2 separate regions of the Mus musculus genome follow, and region 2 is linked to region 1. A link is a contact called in public Hi-C data. All regions are on one chromosome and are shown on one strand. The core of a region is the stretch at or near the end of the contact, and the rest is flanking DNA. Distances in the headings are between cores, read along the strand shown.

Region 1 (4,209 bases), core at 1,209-3,708:
GAGGCAGAGGCAGAGGCAGAGGCAGAGGCAGAGGCAGAGGCAGAGGCAGAGGCAGAGGCAGAGGCAGAGGCAGAGGCAGAGGCAGAGGCAGAGGCAGAGGCAGAGGCAGAGGCAGAGGCAGAGGCAGAGGCAGAGGCAGAGGCAGAGGCAGAGGCAGAGGCAGAGGCAGAGGCAGAGGCAGAGGCAGAGGCAGAGGCAGAGGCAGAGGCAGAGGCAGAGGCAGAGGCAGAGGCAGAGGCAGAGGCAGAGGCAGAGGCAGAGGCAGAGGCAGAGGCAGAGGCAGAGGCAGAGGCAGAGGCAGAGGCAGAGGCAGAGGCAGAGGCAGAGGCAGAGGCAGAGGCAGAGGCAGAGGCAGAGGCAGAGGCAGAGGCAGAGGCAGAGGCAGAGGCAGAGGCAGAGGCAGAGGCAGAGGCAGAGGCAGAGGCAGAGGCAGAGGCAGAGGCAGAGGCAGAGGCAGAGGCAGAGGCAGAGGCAGAGGCAGAGGCAGAGGCAGAGGCAGAGGCAGAGGCAGAGGCAGAGGCAGAGGCAGAGGCAGGCGGATTTCTGAGTTCGAGGCCAGCCTGGTCTACAGAGTGAGTTCCAGGACAGCCAGAGCTATACAGAGAAATCCTGTCTCGAAAAACAAAACAAAACAAAACAAAACAAAACAAAACAAAACAAAAAAAGATCCGTGACGACTGGAAAAGATGATCCGTGACGACTGAAGAGCCAGGAATGGCCATGCTGCAGGAGTTCATAGAAAGAGCCCAGGCTTGAGCAGGGCAGGCGGCTGGTGTGGCCAATCACTTAACTCAAAGGTAGATTAAGATGGCTTGATGAAAGAACTGGTTATGAGGAGGCAAAAATGACATCGGGTGTGACTCTTCAGAACAGGGGTGCTGACAAAACATGGCTGGGGAATGAGAGGTAATGCTTGCACAGGCCCGTATGTGAGCTAGAGCGCGGGACAAAGGCGGCGGCTGCGGCGGCAGGTGCGCAGGGGAACAAGCCGGGCAGCTGCCTTCCCAGCCACGGTACTGCGGTCCTGGGACTTGGGCGGGCTCCTAAGGTACGTGTCCGCAGAACACTGAGCCCCAACTTGGCACATAAGTTTCTCTTGAAATGAGATGCATTCCTCTCACTATCCCAAGCCTCTCTCTCTCCAGCTATGACATCAGATACTCACTGTGTTCATCCCCGTGATAAGATACTCTCTGGGTGAGGTGTTTCCCCAACATGAAAAAAAAAGACTCCACTTCTCCTGTACTAAGGCCTCCCAGAATGCACAAGAACTGCAATTCACATGCTTAAACCATGCCATCTGCCCAATTATTACAGCACGACTCACAACCGGCCACATCATCGTGGTGGCATATTGAAAAGCAGGGCTCAGGATCCCTCTGATACTGACTGTTGGTGGTGTGTCATGACTGGTGCAGCTGCTGAGAGCAAGGCAGATCGCACTGTCAGAGAGTTCCAGCCCACGGGAAGGTCACGCTTGCCATAAGTGACCTTAAGCGCAGTGAGCTTGCAGCTGGAGAAACACTGAGTTCTCAGGGCAGTGTCACCGAGGTCCTGGCCTGAATCACAGGGACCACAAATCTCGGAACAAATGGAGATGAGGCAGCTGCAGAATGCATTCAGATATTCTGGTAGCTCAAGTCTGCCCAGGGGCAAAGTGATCCCAGGCCTGGAGGAGCCCTTGCCACTGGGGTCTGACCCCAAGGCTAGCCTGTGTAGAAAGTGGGGACAAGAAGGCAGGGGTGGGTGGGTGGGTGGGGGCAAACAGAGGCAGAAGGGTAAGAGGGCAAGGACCAGGTGTGCAGGGGACTAGGGTTTGGGTGTTTCTCAGGGAAGTGTCCTGAAGGGTTTTGAGTTTGGTGTGTGTGTGTGTGTGTGTGTGTTCAGGGCTATAGGCTATAGCTGTGCCAAGAAGTAGGCAGCGATGCACCTGTTAAGTCGCTCCCACCCCTATTAAACCAAACACGCTGAGTATTTGGAAAGAGAAGAGAGGGCTGGGTCAAGGCCAGCTTTCTCCTTCTGTCCGTGCTTGAAGCTGGAGGTCGGTTCCACAGGACTCTTAGGGGTGGCTCTGGTTGGAGATCAGACTTAGAGATGCTGGGTGTATGGCTTGAACCAGGGAGTAGAGAAGTTCACCTAAATATTGTCTGTGCACAAGACGCAACAGGGACTCATTTAAAGGGCCGACTCTTGGAGAGAGTCTCCTCTCTCCACCGTAGAGATTCTGAGACGGGTGTCCCAAGCACTTACTCGTTGAGAGTCCCTCAACACTGGCGACTTCTTGGCCTTCTAACATCATTTCCCTGAGCTTGAAATCTGTGTCAGCCCTGTAGAGCTGCGAATGAATCACGCTCCCGGATGGGACCGCTGAGCGCCAAGTAGCCGCCAGGGGGCGCCAGAGGCCTCGGCTAGGAGCTCAGGCTTCTCCGCCCGCGGACGCCGCGCCCGAGACGAGCCAGAGCGCTGCGGGCTCACAAAGCGGCCGGACGCGCGGCGGCGGCAGGTGCGCAAGGGAACGAGCCGGGCATCAGCCTTCCCAGCCACCGCGGTACAGGAACCCCAGCAACTCGGGCGCCGGGACTCGGGCGGGCTCCCAAGGTACGTGTCCGCAGAACACTGAGCCCCAACTTGGCATATTTGGCGTAGTTGGGACCTTCCTGAGGCCATCTCCCGGGCTGGCAGGGTCAGGGCCTGGGGGCATTTCTGCGTGTCCCTGTTGCGCAGAAGCCGCGGGCCGGGAGCAGAGAGACCTTTGCCTTAGCTGGGAACGGGAAGCCCGGCTTGAGGGCACCCCAAAGCCCCCGTCTGCCAGAGCCTGGGATGATGCTCAGAGCGCCGTTATCCCTATCCCTACACCAGAGCTGTGGGGCCCGTCTGTGGGAGTGCGGCTGGCACATTGAGCATCCGGGTTTTGGGGGAGATGTACTGGAGCCCCACAACGGAGAGCCGGTGAGAGGGTCTTCAGTAGTTTGACGGCGGCCCCGAGTCGGTGACCTAGGCTCTGCGTTTGTAGCTGTTTCCATGCATAAGGGCTCTCCAGGTGCAACCTCCGTCCCAGGTGTGAGAGGGACCACCCTGTCCCCGCGGTGAGCCCAGGCGCTGCAGCTTGTGCGCGCCCCTAGGCGCCCAGACACCCGGTGGGAGTGAGGGGCTTGAGGTAGCCCTGTTGTCACCGGCTCACGCCCGTGTGCCCTGCCCCCAGATGCCAGCGATCGCGGTGCTCGCGGCGGCCGCCGCGGCGTGGTGCTTCCTCCAAGTGGACAGCCGGCACCTGGACGCGCTGGCCGGTGGCGCGGCCCTCAACAACGCCAATTTCCTAGACAATGACCAGTGGCTGAGCACTGTCTCCCAGTATGACCGTGACAAGTACTGGAACCGCTTCCGAGATGTGAGTTCGGCTGGGGGTGGAAAATGGGGGGGGGGGGCTCAGAGACCAGTGTAGGGGTTGGGGGTGGTAGGTTCAAACCTCTCATGGAGGTCCACAGTGCATCCGTCTAGCCTGAGAGGAACTTTAAAGAGAACTTGGAAGGCTGGGTGCTCTTGCGTGTTACCTGTATTCCAGGTATGTGCACTTGTAGGATCGATGCAGCTGTCCTCACAGAAACAGGGCACAAACCTTAAGCAGCTTGGGGAGAGGGGCTCTCCAAGTGTCTGAGAGCTACTGATGGCAGACTGACTTTACCAAACCCTGGAAGGAAGGTCCTGGGAGCTGCAGGATCTGGCTATCTTTTGGGTGCATCAGGAAAAAAAAATCTCTAGTGATGTGTATAGCTCATTTATTAAGAAGCCATGAGGTCAGGCATGAGGGGAGGTCTTGGGGGCCTCCTGGCAATGAACTTGATGGGATAGCAGGGAACAGTGCAGTGGCTTGGAGTCTTCCAGACTTCAGTGGAAGGGAAAAGGGAACAGGCAGCGCAGAGAATCAGAGAATCCTTTCCCCAGGAGAGTGCCAGGTGGGATGTGGGGGAGAAACCCTGGGGCATCAGGGCACATCTGCTGTTTGTCTCCGCCACAGTCCTGGCTCCTACATACCTCTGTGCTTCCAGAAGATGGGGCAAGAAGCCCCCTTCCAGTAGGACCTGCTCCCCAGCCCCTTCAAAGACTCCCCAGAGTGGTAGGGATTAAGGGGACATTAGGAATCCCTGTCCCCGAGATGCTTTCAGTATTGTAAAAATGTCTAAGACTTACAATGAGTAAAGCTTTTATGTT
Region 2 (4,209 bases), core at 980-3,479, 75 kb before region 1:
AAACAAAACAAAATCCACCCTTCTCAATTTGCTGAGTTAAGAGAATTTGAGCTTCTTTGTGTGACCACTTAAAGACAGTCTCTGCTCGGTTCCATCAAGCCAAGGAGGGATCCGGCGCGTGGCTCTCTTGAACCCTTGCTTTGGCAGATTTTAGTGTGGTTGGGCTGTTATCTCTTCACCTCTCTAAGTCCAGATTCTGCTCTAAGTTCTTTGGGCCTTAGCTGCACAGAGGTTGGCCTCTGGTCCTGATTGCATACAGACCACAGGACAAATGAAAACGAGATCCAGTCCAAAGTAGAACCCAGCTCAGAGAAGAGAAGCAGCAGCCGTGTTTGTGACACTGATGTGCGATTTCCTTGGGGCCCCAGAGATTAGTTCTGACTCTCTTGGCTTGGCAAGGTTCACTATTGTTATTTATATTAGACCTTTGCACACAATCATAGCTAGTAATATTAGACCTGGACCCTGGAGCAAAAGCCTGTGGCGGCCCACTTGCCTGGCATTTGATGTCAGACCTGTGTTACCCTGTGTTACCTGGTCAATTCTGCAGACAGCGTCTTGGGCGCCTGCCGGCCCAGGGATCCACCTTGGGTATATTCACCCTGTGCCAATGAACACAGCACGGATCTTGCAGAAGTGCTGTCTAAGAGAGGCAGAGAGCTCCCACTGCTGCCGTCTCAGAATAATTTGGTTTTATTACAAGGGTTTTCATTTCGGTGGCAACATTATTCTTTTCACAGAAGAAATTATCTTCAAATTACTTAATCTTTCTCTTTTATCTCTGGGGGTGCTTTGGGGGTGTAATGCCTCAGCCTTTTTCAGATTTCTGGAGAGAACCGACCTATCATTTTCATCCTCGGGGCCGCGTTGGGAGCAGGAGGAAGCCTATTCTCGCTACAGAGTCATTCAGTCCCTGAAATAAACCCGAGATCTTTGTGTTTTTTGAAAGAGAGGCCCTGGGCTGCTTCACTCCTCCGAAGAGAAGTGTTCTCAGCTGGGCGAGAGCTGAGCCGTCTTCCTGAGAGACTCTGCCAGCTTGCATGGGTTTACACGTGTACTGTTATGAGATGCAGGTCCTGGGTACAAGAGCTGCTTTACCCATTTTGTAATCTGGAATTTTAATCTTGTAAGCATGAAAAGTACTTGCTGCTGATAACAAAGAGGCTGGACTGCTGCAGGTGAAGCCTGAGGAGGACCGGAAGCTAGGAGCTGGGCGCTGGGGTGGGGGCGGGTGGGGACGGGGTGGGGCCAGGGGTGGGGACGGGGCCGGCGGTGGGGGTGGCTCTCAGAGACTTGTGCTGTGGTTTAACCTGACTGACCTACCAAGTCCATTGTACCATGGTGCTGGTTCCCAGCCCATACGGTGTGTCCTGAACAGAGACACAAGGTCAAGGTTCAATTTGGAAACACTATACCTACACCCCACTGGCCTTCCTGGGTCAGGAGCTGAGTACAGTCGGGTCCATTAGGTGGCCTGAGAAAGAAGCCTGGGGCCTAGTACAGGGTAGCATGGAGTAAGAGAGACAAGGAGAGACAGCTCGCTACCATACCTTCCCGCCTCTGCCCTCTGCTGGCTTGGTGAATTCCTTCACATGATTAATGGTTCTGCTTCAAAGTCCCCCATCAGGCCCGCCATGACCCTAGCGAACTAAATCCAGCTGCTTTATCTCACACCCTCAAAGTTCACCTTCCCCTCGGGGCGTTGTGCGGTTGTTAGCCTCATGCCTATATTCTAGAGTTTCTTTGCATCTGTAGCCTCAAGTCTCCAGGATGATAGTCCCTTAAAGAGACTGGCACAGAATAAGGCACACAGTAGATGCTCAAAGCTGTTTGCTGAGTAGATGAACAGAAGTTTATCCCTTGGCTGGGACCAGCCCCATCCTTTGAAGGGTTTGTCTTGGGGGTGGGGTGGGGGCGAGTGTTTCCTTGTAATTCTTGAAAAGTAAAATTTGATTGTGTAGTAAATTGACGGTCACGAAAAAGCAAACCGCAGATGAAATAGCAGCTGCTTCCCCCACCCCCACCCCCAACCCCTGTGTTTCTAGTCACCTGCAGCCCTTGCTAAAGGCCATGGCCCCATTTCCCGGAAAGGTGGTCGGGACCTCCTTCCTCCCAGCAGCACGGCTGTAGGTACGTCCTTCTTTCTAGAGCTCAGTGTGATGTGCCGGTCTGCTCGTGAAGGGCTTCCTGTCCTTGTACCATATGGACACACTAACTTATCAACACACACGTAGTGAACATCAGGCACAGCGCCAGGCCCTGGGGGAAGCTGTTAACAGTGCAAGCTGTCAGATCAGAAAGACCCAGCGCTCACCCCCTTCACTTATTATCCATGTGACATTAGGCTGGTCACTCAGCCTCAGAGTTTCAGTTTTCTAATCAGCAAAATCAGGACGGCATGGTACCTAGAAGCAGAGCGCTGTCAAAGGGACTGCAAGAGGCAGGGCCTGAGGGTGGGGCCCCACGTGCTGTAGGGTTCACAGGCGGGGGTGGGTGGGTGGTGGGTGGTGGGGGTGGGGGTGAGGCGCTGCTGTCCCCGCTGGTATTGATGTCAGAAAAGGGAAATTAACATTGGTGGAACCAGACATATCCCTAAATCCTCTGACGCGTGGCTTGGTCTCCTGCACTGAAGCCTCGTTCTAGAGGAGTGGAGGGCTGAAGTGAGTGTGCTGCCTGAGCGGCACAGAAATCTGGTGGCCCTGTGGGGCTCTCAGGAAGTTTGTTCTGGATGTGTGTCTGGGGTTCCCACTTAGCATATGGGGCTGCTTGGCTGGGTGCCGCCTTTCCGTGGGAATCCACAGGCTGGTAAATCTGGGCTACGTGCAGGGAACTATGGGCCACAGTATCTGGGGAGGGAGAAGAGAAACTTCCTGTGGGTCTCAGGCTTCTCAGCGGTGGTGCTCCTCCCCTTTATGTCACGGAGAAGCCCCTTCCCTGCAAGCAGCAGAGAAGGCTGGTGGTGCTAGTGATGGTGGAGGAAGATCATTGAATTCAATCTTTGATTTAAAAAAATTGAGGAACATATTAGTTAGCTTTCTGTTACTATGATAAAAAAATATCTAATATAGACAGATATTTAGCTCGTGGTTTCCAAGGACTTAGTCTATGATCGGGCTCTCCTGCTTATGGAGGGCCCGCAGCAAATCGAATCCTTCCTTATGCTCGGCACTTGGGCAAGGAGTTACAGCTGGACTGTGTTACATTATGAATCACTCTTGAACCACACACCTTGAGCCAGAGTCTTTGTCCAGCTACTCTCCAAACCTGGGGCAAATTTTAGGGCTTTTGGATAGCTGATTTCTTCATCTTTGGCCCAGAATGCCTCTACCCAATGACCTCACTGGTGCGAAGCTTCTGTAGAACCTTGTACATTCATGGCACGGTATAAAAACTCCTTCTTCCGGGCTGGTGAGGTGGCTCAGCGGGTAAGAGCACTGACTGCTCTTCCGAAGGTCCTGAGTTCAAATCCCAGCAACCACATGGTGGCTCACAACCACCCGTAATGAGATCTGATGCCCTCTTCTGGTAGGTTTGAAGTCAGCTACAGTGTACTTATGTATAATAATAAATAAATCTTTGGGCCAGAGCAAACAGGGCCGACGGGAGCGACCGGAGGGAGCAGAGGTTCTAAAAATTCAATTCCCAACAACCACATGAAGGCTCACAACCATCTGCACAACTACAGTGCACTCATATACTTATACATATACTTCCTTCCTGTCTTTGTGGCCTCTTGAGTGCCCACAGGTAGATTTTCCTGTGGGAGTAATGAACTTCGGTGTGGGCAGGGTAGGAGTTTGTTCTGGGTCTTCAGATGAGACTCAGGGTATGGAGCAGTGGGGGGCGGGTGGCCTAATCCCCTCCCTATAGCTTTTCATCGCCTCTGACTTGTGTAACCACCAGGCAGGCCACCCTATATTTTACTCTTTGTAATGATCGATTTTAAGCAAGAGCTTCCGAATTGGCTGGCTGTAACTCCAGACTTAATGACTGAGGGTTACAATCTGATCCCAATTCCTAAGTGCTGAGGGCTGATCACATTACAGAGGAGACAAGCCTCTGGTTTATTCCCAGGTGGAAGGGCGATCTAGCCCGCTGCCTGCAACAAGGCTGTTTGTCTTTTTAAAACCGTCTCTTTCTTAGGCTCAGCTAATCACGTCTCTTAATATTTTCCCTTCAGACGCTTCACTGTTATCTCCCAGGCATTCT

The links. Hi-C and Micro-C count contacts between places; a contact is called where the count stands out from the background.
Region 2: a Hi-C map of cerebellar granule neurons shows a contact between it and region 1, with 1.7 times the contacts expected there. The contact joins the enhancer-like site here to the promoter of Spock1 in region 1. A contact is called at or near these places in 1 of 39 promoter capture datasets (the SN4741 cell line), 2 of 484 Hi-C or Micro-C datasets (the N1E-115 cell line and cerebellar granule neurons), 2 of 115 datasets of contacts at active chromatin or transcription factors (embryonic stem cells and stem cell-derived neural progenitor cells) and 1 of 9 other capture datasets (adipose tissue).

What each region holds. Positions count from the first base shown.
Region 1 is chr13:57,906,581-57,910,789 of GRCm38.p6, reverse strand. Spock1 (sparc/osteonectin, cwcv and kazal-like domains proteoglycan 1) reads left to right here and starts at 2,458. Exons shown (of 12, transcript NM_009262.3): 1 at 2,458-2,598; 2 at 3,203-3,388. The coding sequence starts at 3,203.
Region 2 is chr13:57,981,616-57,985,824 of GRCm38.p6, reverse strand. No RefSeq gene overlaps it. Among named protein-coding and RNA genes, the nearest start is that of Mir874, 39 kb to the left of the region's middle. Within about 2 kb of position 2,229, at least 17 of the 459 cell types and tissues checked have an H3K27ac peak or open chromatin away from gene starts, as enhancers often do. A contact at or near this core is called in cerebellar granule neurons, where this site is marked.